3 separate regions of the Sus scrofa genome follow, and regions 1 and 2 are each linked to region 3. A link is a contact called in public Hi-C and promoter capture Hi-C data. All regions are on one chromosome and are shown on one strand. The core of a region is the stretch at or near the end of the contact, and the rest is flanking DNA. Distances in the headings are between cores, read along the strand shown.

Region 1 (4,635 bases), core at 1,363-3,862, 750 kb before region 3:
GACGCCCCTACCTTTGAGCGAAGTCTCCACCAGGCGCAGGTAAAGCTGCGAGTTCTTGTTGCCGTGGCTCATGCGCTGAGCTAGCCCGTTGCGCTGCAGGACGCACTCCTCAAACTGCACGACGTTCTGGTGGCGCCGCTTGAGGCTGGTCAGGGCCCAGAATTCGGCCAGCGCCAGCTCCACGTTCTCGGGGGCGTCGCAGCGGATCTTCTTGACCGCCACCCGGGCCCCGCTGCGCCCGGCCACTGCCTCGTACACCACGCCGTAACTGCCGCGCCCGATCTCCGCCAGCAGGCTGTAGCGCGGCCGCGCTGACCCGCCGCCGCCCTCGGGCCGCCGCCTCGCCAGGTAGGCCTCGCCCGGGGCCTCGACCGCCACCGGATCCATGGCCTGGGCCGCCGCCGCCGGCCTCAGCTTCGCGCTGAGCGCCCGCGGCACTGGGCTTCGCCTTTTCCGCTCGGGGCTTTGTGTACCTCTGCGGGCGCCGTCCTCTTCCCCCGTTTCCATGGCTGCGAGCGGCGGGGGGAGCAGCAACGGCGCTGCCCGGGCCCCCCCTGCCTCATCCCTCCGTCCGGCCCCGGGACGCGGAGGATCGGGACCTTGGATTGTGACCTGTGGGCGAAAGAACCGGTTAAACGCGCAGGCCGAGGCGGGGAGGCAAGGAGCGTAGGCCGCAAGGCGTCCCACCTCCTCCTCCTCCGGCCGCCACGGCCCCTTTAAGACGGAAGCCACGGCGGCTGACTGAACGGGGGAAGGGAGGGGAAAGCGGGAAAGACGAAACCACGGGGCAATGGCTCAGAGGGGGAGCCGGAAAGAAAAGCAAAACCTCCTCGTCTGTTCAGTTGATTTATCCTATAACAATACGAAAAACAAGGACCTGCAGCGGTCGTGACTTAAGAAAATCGCCTTAAGCGCCAAATCGGCCTGTGGAGATCTGGTTCCCCCGCTCGGCTCCCTCTGGGATGCCCCTCCCCGCGTCCCTCCCTGTGTTCTCCCGGGTGTAAACAGTCCATTGAATTAAGCTCGAACGGATCCCCGCGGACCGACCCAAGTCCCGAAAGGCTGCGGGTGGAAAGAGTCGCCTTAAAAGTTCGGCGTTCCTGAGCGCGCTAATCTGGGGGCCCTCCTGCTCTGCCCAGGAGGCTCCGGGGTCGCCCCGGCTGGCTGCTGGCTTTTACTCCGCGGACCGCACCCTTACCTGGCCGGCTCCTTTCCACTTCCGGGCAGCCCGTTTCCCCTCTAAGGCCCCGGGTTGGGGATGGTCCGCTCCGGGCCAGGGCTGCCTCCGGTACGGAGCGGCGCGAGAGGCGTTGGCCCGGGCCGAGCGTGCAATGGAGCTTGCGGCCGCACGGGTGATGGCAGCGGCGCTCTCGGGGGAGAACTGAGCGTAGGGGCTCCCGCGGCTCTCCACGTGTTCGCGCCAGCTGAGCCCTTTACGTAACCCTTTTATATAAGCCTCACGTCCGGCCCGCACTCGGGCCAGCGGGGGCTCCTGGTGGCCCATCCCCCGGGAGGCCGGAAGAGTACCGCGCCGCCTGGGTCCTGCCAAGGTCGGCCGACCAGCCGCAGCCGGGCGTACTCACGCCGCGCCGAGGCCCAATCACAGGCTAGAACACCTAACCAGCAGAAAATGGGCGCCAAATTCCCGCGATCTGGCTGTAACTCCCCGGTCTCCGAAGCCGCCTGCGCAGCACAACCTCCTCCCTTCCTGGCCTGCGCTGGAAGAGGAGCTGCACGCAGTAGGCCCAAATAAACACTGATTGGGTGATTGGATTGGTCGGTTTGATTAATGCATAAGGATTGCCTGGGAACCGCCCGGTCTGGGTTGGAATCTAGAGCCCTGCCTCCTGTTAAGCCCCTGGATCCTGGGCAAAACATTGCCCCACTTGGACCCTCAGTTTACTCTTCTGCAAAGTGGGTAGGCCCTAATTTTCAGGGTTGATAGCACCAAATGAAATGTACATACACGTACATATTTATATCTAGGGTGGCTAATTGGGTGCAGGCCTGAGAGCGTTCAATGTAAGCTCCATTTAGGCATGAATTTTTAAATATTTTTTCACTGCTTTGTACTCCAATGCCTCCTAGATGCCTTATATCTGTTAACTGAATCTAGATATTTATTGAGTGCTTATAATATGTTAGGCACCGTTTTTGTTCTAAATTGCCAGGGAAAGAGCTGTGAACAAGACAGTCTCTACCTTAGTTGAGGTTCTGTGCCTCATGGAATCATATGGGTGACCTTGCACAAGTAAACTTTTTTGGCCACAGGAATAACCCCAGCTACAGCAGTGACAACTCTGAGCCCTTAACTGCTAGACCACCAGGGAACACCATTAATTAACGTTATGGTGTCTCTAGTCCTCATCTGTAATATGAGAAGAATAGTAGTTGGAGAATCCACTGAGGGTAGATGGTTAAAGCACTTAGGTCAGGCTTTGCACACATTAACTATCAGATACTATTAAATAAGCTAATACCCAGGGTCTTTTTTTGACAATATTAGTGTGTAACGAAGGAGAAGAATAAGCTAAACAGTGCCTGAGGGTTGCGGTCAAGCCACTTCTGTTAGTGTGGTCACTGAAAAACTTTTTTTTGCTGTTTAGGGCTGCACTCGCAGCATATGGAGGTTCCCAGGCTAGGGGTTGAATCAGAGCTGCAGCTGCTGGCCTATGCCACAACCCCAGCAACTCGGGAACCAAGTCACATCTGTGACCAACACTACAGCTCACGGCAACACCGGATCCTTAACCCACTGAGTGAGGCCAGGGATCCAACCTGCGTCCTCATGAATACTAGTTGGGTTCAATACCGCTGAGCCACGGGAACGCCCTCATATACTTTTAAAATTGTCATAATAATTTTTTATATTTTACTACTTGCATTATCACATTCTCTCTTGTGTATATGTTTGTGCATATATTATATGCAATATATATATGTACTTTTTCCCCAAAAAAACACTTTGTTTCAGACATCATGCTCTTTAATTCCTAACTACTTCTGTGTGTATTACCTAAAAACAGGGATATTCTGTTGCAAAATTTCAGTACAATGATCAACATCAAGAACTTTAACAATAATATGATTTAATACAACTTCCATAGTTAAATTTTGCTATTGTCCCAGTAATATAGCTGTCCTCTAGGAGCCAATGAGGAACACATGTTGCATTTAGTTGTCATGTCGCTTTAGTTTCCTTTAATCTAGAAAGGCCGTTAATTAACTCAGGTATACTAGTCGGGTTGGTTTCTACCAGCCACAACAGGAACTCCTGGACAATTTTTTTGTGTGTGTATTTTGTAGGGTTTTTTTTTTTTGGTCTTTTTAGGGCTGCACCCACGGCATATGGAAGTTCCCAGGCTAGGGGTCCAATCGGGATCTGAGCCGAGTCTTCCACCTACACCACAGTTCACAGCAACACCGGATCCTTAACCCCCTGAGTGAGGCCAGGGATCAAACCCAGGTCCTCATGGATACTAGTCTGATTCGTTAAACACTGAGCCACGATGGGAACTCCTGGTTTAAGTTACAGTGGTAATCTGTTCTTATTCTTATGACCAATAGCCAACATTCATTAAAGTTTTCTGTCAGGCATAGAAGGTAACAAAGAATTCTCATGCCTGTGAGGTACTGTTCTTAGCCCCATTTTACAGATGAAGAGGCTAAAGGGAGGAGCTTGATTAGCTGGGATTTGAACTGAGACCCCAGGCTCTTCACACTGTCTTACCCCCCTCAGCCCCCCCTAATGGCGGGCATTTATGTGAACATGTAGGACCTTCTTCCTCGGCTTCCCTGTCAGCAAACATGCCTATGCCTAGTTCCCTGGAGCCTCACATGCGCTGGACATGACTGGAACACAATAGTTGCAGGAGACATGGAAGAAAAGGGCAGGAGCAGCAGGGAGGCTTTAGGCCCTTCCCGTAGGCCCCGGCCTTTGAGGGGCTGACATAGAAAATAAGACATTGTGGGGGAGTTCCCGTCGTGGCTCAGTGGTTAACGAATCCGACTAGGAATCATGAGGTTGCGGGTTCGATCCCTGGCCTTGCTCAGTGGGTTAAGGATCCAGCGTTGCCGTGAGCTGTGGTGTAGGTTGCAGACTCGGCCTGGATCCCACGTTGCTGTGGCTCTGGCGAAGGCCGATGGCTACAGCTCTGATTGGACCCCTAGCCTGGGAACCTCCACATGCCGCGGGAGCGGCCCTAGAAAAGGCAAAAAAAAAAAAAAAAGATATCGTGGAATCATGTGATTCAAATAACATTAGCCCTGCAAAGGACACTAAAGCAGGTGATAATAAAGCAGGTGCTATTTGGGGATGGAGGGTTTGGGAGAACCTCCCTAAGGAGGTGACTTGTTGAGCAGAGACCTGATGGAAGTAAAAGAATCAGCTGGATGCATACCGCCCAGGACATTTCATGTCGAGGGAGAAGCAGGTGCAAAGGCCCTGAGGTGGGATCATTCGAGGAGGTGGTGTGCCTGGGGTGCCGGGATCAAGGAAGGGCAGTGGGAAGCAGAGTGGTGATGCTCCGGTCCCATCCCCGGAGCTGCAGGGGCTGAGGACACTCAAGGGGCAGCCAGCCTGGAGGCAGAGGCGGGGTTGGGGTTCTGTGGGAAAATAGCAGGGAGTGTGGAAGG
Region 2 (4,560 bases), core at 1,943-4,442, 530 kb after region 3:
CAATAAAATGCAATGAAAGTGATGCTACAGCACTTCTGAGCCTAGGCCTCAAGAGGCCTTGCTGCTTTAGTTTTTTTCCTTTTGGAGGCCATCACGAGGAAGCCTGAGCTAGTCTGCTAAAGAAGCCACATGGAGAAGAACCCAGGCACTCAAGCCAGCAGACCCAGCCACCTGGGAGACATGTGCATGAGGCCATATAGGACCAGTAAGCTTGCCAACATGCTAACTGACTGCAAATATAGGAGTAAGCCCAGGCAAGACCACTTATAGCAGAAAAGAGCTATTCCACCTGAGACATGGCCAAACTGCCAATCTATGCAAACATAAGCAAAAAAATTACAGTTGTTGGGGTTCCCTGATGACCTATCAGGTTAAGGATCTGACATGGTCACTGCAGCAGCTTGGGTGGCTGCTGTGGCGTGGGTTTGATCCCTGGCCCACGAATTTCCACCTGCCACTTATGGGGGGGCGGCGGTGGGGGGAGGCGGAGTACTGCTGTTTTAAGCCACTCTATTTTGGAGTGTTTGCTTAAGCAACAATAGAAAGTCGACATGCTTAGGTTCTTAGGGCAGTGCCTATGGCCCAGGCTAGAATGCAAGCTCCATCTCTTGTATGTGACCTTGGGCATGTCCTATAATCTCTCTGAACTACAATTTACTGGTCTGTACTACAGGATACTTTTAGCTCCTACCTCATCCGGCTGAGGATTAAATAAGGTGCTGAACATTCAGTGAATGGCACGGAACAAGTACTGTGAACATTTTAACTGTGATTGTGGCTGTTGTTATTGTTGTTTGAAGGGGCTTTAGCCTGAGAGTTGTGCAGTAGAGGGTCAAGAAGAATAAGTATTGAAGATAACTGAACTGGTCTTTGGAGACTCGATAACCAGTGAACAGTAGAGACAGAAAGCTTTTTGGAACCAGAGACCTATACCAGGCTGGCCTGGAAGATGGCAGGGGTTGGGGTTGGGGTTGGTGTTCTGCACAGTTCGAAGCGTGGTATGAATGTGCCTGGGCGAGCCCTCTTAAGGATGTGATGGGCGGAGGCTGGAGTTGGGTGGAAGAATGAAGAACTGAGGCTGCAGGAGCAGTGAGATCCCAAGAAAGGTGTGAGGGCTAAGTCTTAGGACTGCTCCCATTCTTTTTCAGATGAAATTCCAGAGCTACCCTGGCCTCCTTCCTCAATCTTACCAAGCTCTCTCATGCCTTAGGACCTTTGTTCTTACTGTTTTTTTCTCAGAGGGACTTTCTGAACCACTCAACTGGAGGTTCTCCCCCTTTTTCATTCTTTTCCACAGCTATTTATCTTATTCCTTCATAGCACTTACTGCTACCTGAAATTATTTTGTTACTCTTTTGTTTACCTTTGCATTACTTATCACTTTAGAAGGTGAGCTTCATGAGGAACTGGTATCTGTCTTGCTCATACCACATCCCCAGCACCTAGCACACTGTCTGGTGCATGACAAGTGATTAACAGCTGTGAATTGAATGCGAACAAAGATGGGGGGGGGGCGCGGAGGAACCACAAGAGCTGAAAAGAAGTGGTCCAAAAGCTAAGTGAAGGTGTCATTTCCTGGAAGAGGGCTTCACAGAAATCTTGGAATCATCTTGTCTAACTGCTTCAGTCCACAAGAGGGGAAACCAAGCCCCATAAAGGAAGAATAACCACCAGCCTGAGGGCACCTATAGTGCCATTTCGGTGCACTCTCAGCCCCCTGAGGTCAAATGCCACAGACCTGTCTGACAGACGAGCCCCAAAAAGGGTCATGGCCACTTCCTTGAGGCCATCACTACGTCTACAGCTGCCACCACCCTCATCCCACAGAGGAGGAGATTGTCTCTTTGGGAGCAGAGGTGCCAATCAGCTGACGAACTGTGAAAGGGGGACTGGAGAGGGTGGGGAGGGCCATCCCTGGGTCAAGCAGCTATTCTGAGGCAGCTCAGGGATAAGAGCTGGTACCAAAATAACCCAGCCTCCTCACCCTTGTTCCAGACCTCACACCTCTGTCTGAGGCTAACACTTGAATTCCTCTCAGTAACACTTAAGACACCAGCTTTTAGCAGGGCCTGCAGGGAACAGGGTGATCATCAGACTCAGCCCTGTCCACTGGGGGCTCACAGTCTGATGGAAGGGGCAGGTTAGGGTTGCTGAGTAACGGTGCCTAGGTCTGGAGGAACTAAAGGGAGGAAAGATCCACAAAGGAAAGGATCCCTGAATTAGTTCGAGTAACATACAGAAGTTAGCCGGTCCAGGAGGTGACAGGAACAGAAGTAACTGCCCGTGCAAAGGGAAGGAGGCAACACAGATAAGTTCCAGGAATAGTCTGCAGTTTTAGTGAGTGGGCGCATCAGGAAGCTGAAGTAAGAGGGGTAGAAGAGGCTGGGGATAGGGTGTGGGGAGTGTCCAAATTATGCAGGAACTTGGATGTCAAGAGAAGAGCTTGGGCTGTCTTTGCTGCACAAAGGAAAGCCTTGAAAGGTTTTCAACCAAGAGGACGTCAAGATCAGTTTTGCACGGTAGAAAGTGCCCTGTAGCTGCCTTAGGAAGATAGCTCAGGCAAGCGGGGTGGAGGAGCGGCAGATCGAAGGGAGAAAATTTATCCTGCATGGGCAGCTCTAACTAGGACTCCTGTATGAGGGAGGAACCGGGTCTCAATCTCTAGAGGGCTAGTACCATCACCTCCTCGACTCCTGCGCCACACCACTCCCGGGGTCCAACTTTCGTTCACTTGTTCCAGAACTCGAAGTCTGAGCAGAAAAAAAATGTGCTGCTAAAGCCCTGACCCTAAACGAGGGACCACAGCAAGAGACTTCAATTCCCAAAATGCTTCGCTCTACAGCTCTGCAGGTCGCGCATGCTTCTTTTCAAGAAAGGCGGGCCAGCTTGCAGACTGCTAGGACTCGCCAGCGGGGTGAAGTGCGGGAAACTAGGGACCGCCATCTTACCTTGGGTCAAACCAACTGTACACTTAGTGGGAGGTTCGTGTTCTCTCTCTCGTCAGTTCATACAGGCGCTGAAATAAAATGTGCTTAATTACTACAAGCTTCGCTTTTATGCTTTATGTCGAGAACTCCTTCCATTTTGCACCCTGGTCCGGAACTGAACCCCTAGCGTACAATAGGACATCCCACCATGGCCGCACTCTGCTACAGTCAGCTGGGGGCGGAGTCGGAAGCGGTCCCGCCCCGCCTCCCGGTCCGAGGGGGTTTCCGCTTCCGGCAGCGGCGGCTGCAGCCTCGCTCTGGGCCCTGCGGCTGGCGGCCGAGCCGTGTGTCTCCTCCTCCGCCGCCGCCATATTGTCTGTGTGAGGAGAGGGGAGTGCGGCCGCCACCGCTGCCGCTTCCACCACAGGTACCGTGGGAGTCGCCAGGCGAGGTCGTTGTGGAGTGGGGTTGGGCCCAGGATGGGGCAGTGGGGCGCGGCCGCCTCTCACGCTTCCAGCGGACTCCCGAGCGGCCCTTCGCCTTCCCCTGCCCCCCCCTCTACACACACACCAGCCGGGGCCCCTGCAGCCCATCGGGGAGGCCTGGGGCCATCCCCTAGGGCGGGGAGTGAGGCTGGGGGGCAGAGGCTGATGTGAGGGTGGGAACTGGCTCTCGAGAGTCCGGCTTATTGCTGGGGAGAGGGCTGGGTCGGGGCGGAGACTAGGGGGCAACTTGGAGGAGGGGGTCGCCAGAGGGGGAAGGGAGCTTGAGGGGTGGGGCCGCAGGGGGGATGCTGGAGGAGGGTGCCTAGGGGAGTGGTGCCGGCTGTGTAGGCTGGGGTGGGCCCTCTCGCGGAGCACAGCAGCTGGAGTGAGGGCCTACTAAGGTCCCTCTGGGCAAGGCTGGGCTTCCCACCTGCACACTAGAGTGCAAGGTGGAGGGACCCGGGGCGAGGTCACTGGGGATAAAGGGGAAGGGAACCACGTAGTGGGGCAGAACGGGTAGAGTTGAATGAAGTTAAGGGTTAGTTGGGAGCTTGGTGGAAGAGGAGAGGTATTTCGAATGAAAGGTTGACTGAGAGTATACATGTTAGTTTGTGACCTTTTGAAGAGTAGGACTTTAATTTTGTTTTTGTTTTTCGGTTGTTGTGGGGGGGGTTGTTTCGTTTTTTTTGTTTTTTGTTTTTGCAGCATTGGAACATTTCTAGCCTTGGCAGGTCATGGGTGGAGCTTATGTAGTTTGTTTTTGGGGAAGCAAAGTCAGGGTCAGGAGAAGTGGTTTCTTGGCTATCGCTCTTGTGGGAAGGCAAGAGTTTTGGAAAAGAGGTGGCAAATTAGGGAAGACTTGATTAACTTTCAACTGCTAAATTTTATGAGAAGGGGTCTTGGAGAGAGAAAATGAGAAGAAAGCTAGAAAAGGAAGATTTTTCTAAGAGTTGGAAGACCCCATTCCATCTAAGGAGTGGCAGTAAATATCTAGATTCTCAAATATAAGTGCCACTGCTACTTAGCTGTAAGCCTCAGTTTTCCTATCTGTAAAATGGGGGTGATGATATTTCCTAGATGATAAGTTTATGATGAGGAATAAATAAGATAATTTGTGTCAAGTGCTTACCACAGTGCCCTGCAGGTGG
Region 3 (4,589 bases), core at 174-2,673:
CAGAACCTGGATGTATAAACTGTGTTTGACGAGGGATCCCTAAAGCTCTGTATCAGAAGAAGAAAAACTAAGTCTCTGGATGTATGCGTGAGAAACTAAAAAGGATTAGGGAGCTTGAGAACTAAAGCAGTTAGAAATGAAAGTAAGATTAAGATCTCACTGTGAGATGGAAGGAGTGAAGCACCCTGCTCCCCAGAGCTGGTCTAGGTTCTGACAGTGAAAAGGCAGTGGTGGCTTGGCTGAGTGTGTGTACGGGAGGCTATTTTCTCAGATGGAGCGAAGGGACAGTAAGGGCTTCCCGCCCAGTTCTCAGAGGAAGTGTACAAGGATGTGGAGGGGGAGAGTCAGAGGGAAGGGGCAGGGGCAGATGGGAGAATGCTACAGCAAAGAATTAGTGAGGCTGCCTGGGCCCAGCAGTCCTAGGGCTCTGTGGGGATGACAACAAGGCCCCCAGCAGGAAGAGGCAGAACCTGAGGACAAGAGAACAGGAGGGGCTGGTCCTGTAGGACATCTTTGGGGATGCAAACCTACAGGCCCTCACACACAGGGTGCACCTCTGCATGTGTGTGGCAGGCTGTTCTTGCCCCAAAGCCTGAGCTAAAGATGACAACCAGAGAGTGGGCTGCACTGGGCCCTTCAGGAAAGGGAGAGGGTGTCTGAGCTCTCAGGGCCCTTGACTGGAGCTGAATGGGTCCAAGCTCACCCCTATACCCCTGCATGGATCCAGATACCTGCTGGGCGCTAAGTACAGTAGGAGGATAGTGCTGACAACAGCCCCACCCACCCAGCTGTATGGGAAGAAGCTTCGCGGAGTTCAGATAGGTGAAGAGGGCTCAGGGGGGCTGCACACCTGCCTCGGTGCCAGATCCACACAATCCCGGCCTGGGAGACTGCCGGGCTGTACGGGAGCGAGACTCTGTCCTTGGCTTTTCAAATCATGTTGTGCCAGCTGGGCTGGGACAGTTCAGCTAGCACCTCCCTGACCTGCAGGCCATAGGGAGCAATGGTGTCATAAGCCTCAGTGCCTGGACTTGGGGAGGAGGGAAGGCCAGGCACTAAGGACCAAGCCGACGGTCCTCTGGGTTCAGGCAGGAGACACCTTACCCCCTCCACCCTGGCCCTGGGCTGGCTCGGTTGGCGTACCTGGTCGCCGGCGCCCAAGCCGTAGTAGCCGTGCGTAACCACCTCCCAGTGTAGGAAGCAGACGAGGGCGTCCTGCGCGCAGGTGATGGTCGGCGCCGCAGACGCGAACAGGACCTCCAAGCCCGCCATGCGCGCCCCCGGCCTCTGCAGGCAGAATAAGGAAGGGAGAGAGTGCGGTGAGCCGGCTCGGCCCTCAGAGTACCGAGAACACCGCTTCGCCGATCCGCTGGTCTGAGTCACGTCCCTAACCTGCGCGGCCAAAATGGAGACGCCCCAGTGCTGGGGGCGTGGCCGCCGGAAGTGCCTGCCGGGGCCGGCGGTGCTGCGAGAGTGAGCCCGACTGGAAGCAAGAGCGCGACTCTCAAATGTTCCGCCAGGCAGCGGGCGGGCGAGGCGGATATCCTGGGGGTGAGGTCCTTCAAAGACGAAATCTTCAACTGGCCGTAGTTGGCGGAGCCACTACACGCAGGCTGTGGCGTCCTTGAGGAGGGGCTACTTTGTTCAGAGCCACAGACTTCTCATCTGCAGAATGAGGTGGGTTTATGCTGGTGGCGGAAGAGATTATGAAATAGGCCTAAAATATACTGATAATAATCGTTAGCACTTATGCAGTGCTTGTTCCGGACCACGTAATTCTAAATACTTGTATTCATTTATTTAAAACTCACAATCCAACCCCATAAAGTTTTTGTTAACTCCATTTTACAGATGGGTAAACAGGAACAAAGGGGTAAATTTGACCAAGATGAGTGAGTGGCAGAGGTGATACTGCAATCTAGTCTAGCTCCTTGGATAACATTGATTAAATGTTTATTGCTGCTAGATCCTGTGTCAAAACCTCTATATCGGGAGTTCCCGTCGTGGCGCAGTGGTTAACGAATCTGACTAGGAACCATGAGGTTCGGGTTTGATCCCTGGTCTTGCTCAGTGGGTTAAGGATCCGGCGTTGCCGTGAGCTGTGGTGTAGGTTGCAGACGCGGCTCGGATCCCGCGTTGCTGTGGCTGTGGCGTAGGCCAGTGGCTACAGCTCCGATTAGACCCCTAGCCTGGGGACCTCCATATGCCGCAGGAGCAGCCCTAGAAAAGGCAAAAAGACAAAACAAACAAACAAACAAAACAAAACCCAACCAACCAAAAACAACAAAAAACAAAAAAAACAAAAAAACAAACACCTTTATATCACCTTATCAAAAACTCTATGTGTTAAGTTTCATTATTATTCCCACTTTTCATATTTATCACCAGTTCAAAGAATGGAAGCCACTTCCCCCCAAAAACACAGCTGCTAACTCCAGAGCTGGTGCTCCTGATCTACTACCAAATTTCAGTCATTCATTTTCCTGTCTCCTTCATAATTTTTTTTTTTTCTGCCACAGCTCACAGCAATGTGGGATCCTTAACCCACTGATGGAGGCCAGGGGTGGAACCTGCATCCTCTTGGATAGTAGTTGGGTTCATTTCTTCTGAGCCACAACGGGAATTCCCTCCTTCGTAATTTTTATTATGTATTAGTTCTTCAACAAGTTTCTTGAAATCCTCTTATTGCTTTTACTCAAACAAATTTTGTTTTCCCATCTCAGTCAGCTCCCTGCTGCAAACCACCATCATCTCTCACTGGGATGTTGACACCAGCCTCTCAACTGCCCTACTCTATCTCTGTCTCCCTAAAGTCTATTCTACACTCTGCAACAAGAGATTCTGTTAGAACGTATGCCAGCTCACATCCCTCCTCTGCTCAAAACCCTCCCAGAGCTCCCATCACACTGCAGAGAAAAGTAAGTCCTTCCCATGGTCTGTAGGAACCATCTTATGGTCTGTGCTCCCCACCCCTGCCTCTCTCTAACATTATCTCCTCCAACTCTCCTCCCATCCCCTGCACTCGTCTGCAGTGATCTTGACTCCCCTCTTCTTTTATACCCACATCGGATCGAACAGCAAAGCTCGTCCACTTTACCCTCAAAGTATACTCTGAATCCGACCACTTCTTCCTACCCGCACTGGTTGGAGCCTCTGGCATTTCATACTTGGACTATAGCAGTAGCTTCCTAACCAGTCTCCCTTTTCCGCGTGTTCTGTTCTCCAGGCCTTTGCATGTATTCTTTCTGCCCGAACTGCACTTTCTCATATATCCACATGCTCTTTCATTTTAACTGACTCCTTTCCTCACATCATGTCAGCCTCAGCAGAGGGCTTCCTGACACCCCATGGAAAAGAACCTCCTATCTTTAACCTTTTATCCCGCTTTCTTACCTGCAAAGCATTTATCATAAGCTGACACTATATTACATATGTATTTGCTTAAGTATTTGACATTAATTTTGACCAAGGAGAAGGGACCATGTCCGTCTTGTGTATAGGTATACCTGAATGCCTTCCTGTCTCAGTAAATACTTACTGAATGAATGAATGAGTGAATGCAGAATGAATGAATTCTTGGCCTGAGCTCAGCCCAACTGGGCCACTCTCCCCCATTTGCTTTCCACCACTCACTTTGTTAGCTGGCCCTATACCTCTCCAATTTTTTGTTTTCGGGGTTCCCCTGGGATGCCGAGATTCTTGAATCCCATCTGCAGAGATTCTGGCTGAGCATGTCTGAGGTGGAGTGTAGGTTTATTGACTACACTCTGGGTGATGCTAAAGCCGGTGGCATGGAACTCCTGAGATGTATTGCCTGTGACATGAAGCTGTTTGCCCTTTCCACTGGGAAGCTCTTCGCTTTCAAAGCTTGAAGTGTCCTTCCCCAGTTATTGAAAATTCTCACCTATTCATTATTCACTCATTCACTAAATGTCCGTAGGATAGGTTGCCATGATAGTGATACAGGCTGTGCACTGCACAGAGGTGCCCACCCAGTAGCAGCCCCATTCCTAAGTGTCTACTATGAACACAGCCCAGATAACCAAACTGTAGTTCCTATCTCTACAGAGCTGTCTAGCGGGGGAAAAAAAAAACTGGTAACCCAGTATGAAACCTGTCATGGCAGAGGGGCATTTGGAGGACTATACAAGCCTAGAGGAGACATCTAATTCAGGCTGGGTGTCAGGGAGGTTTTCTTGGAGGAAGAGCCTCCCAGCTGCAGTAACTCTTATTTGGAGAATTGGCAGTGAATTGAGGAACAAAAGGTATTCCAGTAAAGGAGAATGGCACATGCAAAGTCATGAAGGTGGGAAAGGCAGCTGGTACTGTGTGATTAGAGGGTCAGTGTGGCATCCTGAGTGAGGCCTTCTCCCATCTCCTCAACCCACAATCAATTGCTCTCTCCTCTGTGCCGCTGGCCTCAGTGGCATGCGAAGGGGTGGGCATGGGACAGTGAGCTCTGTCAACTTTCGTGGGGAGGAAAATTTTATCGCTGAAGTTGGTTAGAAAGACTGGTTCATGGTGATAATAGAAAGTAGACTGGCTGTTGATCCATTTTATTACTGCTTTTAAGTTTGTTTGTTTTGGCT

Evidence for each region. Promoter capture Hi-C pulls out the DNA fragments that hold promoters and counts their contacts. A called contact is a pair of places that touch in the nucleus more often than the background predicts.
Region 1: a contact with region 3 is called in a Hi-C map of liver, with 8 times the contacts expected there. The contact joins the promoter of STK35 here to the promoter of PSMF1 in region 3. A contact is called at or near these places in 2 of 47 Hi-C or Micro-C datasets (heart right ventricle and liver) and 1 of 2 datasets of contacts at active chromatin or transcription factors (alveolar macrophages).
Region 2: a promoter capture Hi-C map of fetal liver shows a contact between it and region 3, with 2.6 times the contacts expected there. The contact joins the promoter of CSNK2A1 here to the promoter of PSMF1 in region 3. A contact is called at or near these places in 2 of 5 promoter capture datasets (fetal liver and liver) and 1 of 2 datasets of contacts at active chromatin or transcription factors (alveolar macrophages).

The regions. Positions count from the first base shown.
Region 1 is chr17:33,410,716-33,415,350 of Sscrofa11.1, forward strand. It overlaps STK35 (serine/threonine-protein kinase 35), which reads right to left and starts at 2,613. Exons shown (of 5, transcript XR_002339847.1): 1 at 1,199-2,613; 2 at 12-612.
Region 2 is chr17:34,689,768-34,694,327 of Sscrofa11.1, forward strand. CSNK2A1 (casein kinase II subunit alpha) reads left to right here and starts at 3,193. Exons shown (of 13, transcript XM_003134359.5): 1 at 3,193-3,354. It overlaps LOC110257457 (a long non-coding RNA gene), which reads right to left and starts at 3,154. Exons shown (of 3, transcript XR_002340068.1): 1 at 2,949-3,154.
Region 3 is chr17:34,163,300-34,167,888 of Sscrofa11.1, forward strand. It overlaps PSMF1 (proteasome inhibitor subunit 1), which reads right to left and starts at 1,424. Exons shown (of 7, transcript NM_001243340.1): 1 at 1,144-1,424. The coding sequence starts at 1,272. LOC102164496 (a long non-coding RNA gene) reads left to right here and starts at 1,502. Exons shown (of 3, transcript XR_001302079.2): 1 at 1,502-1,677.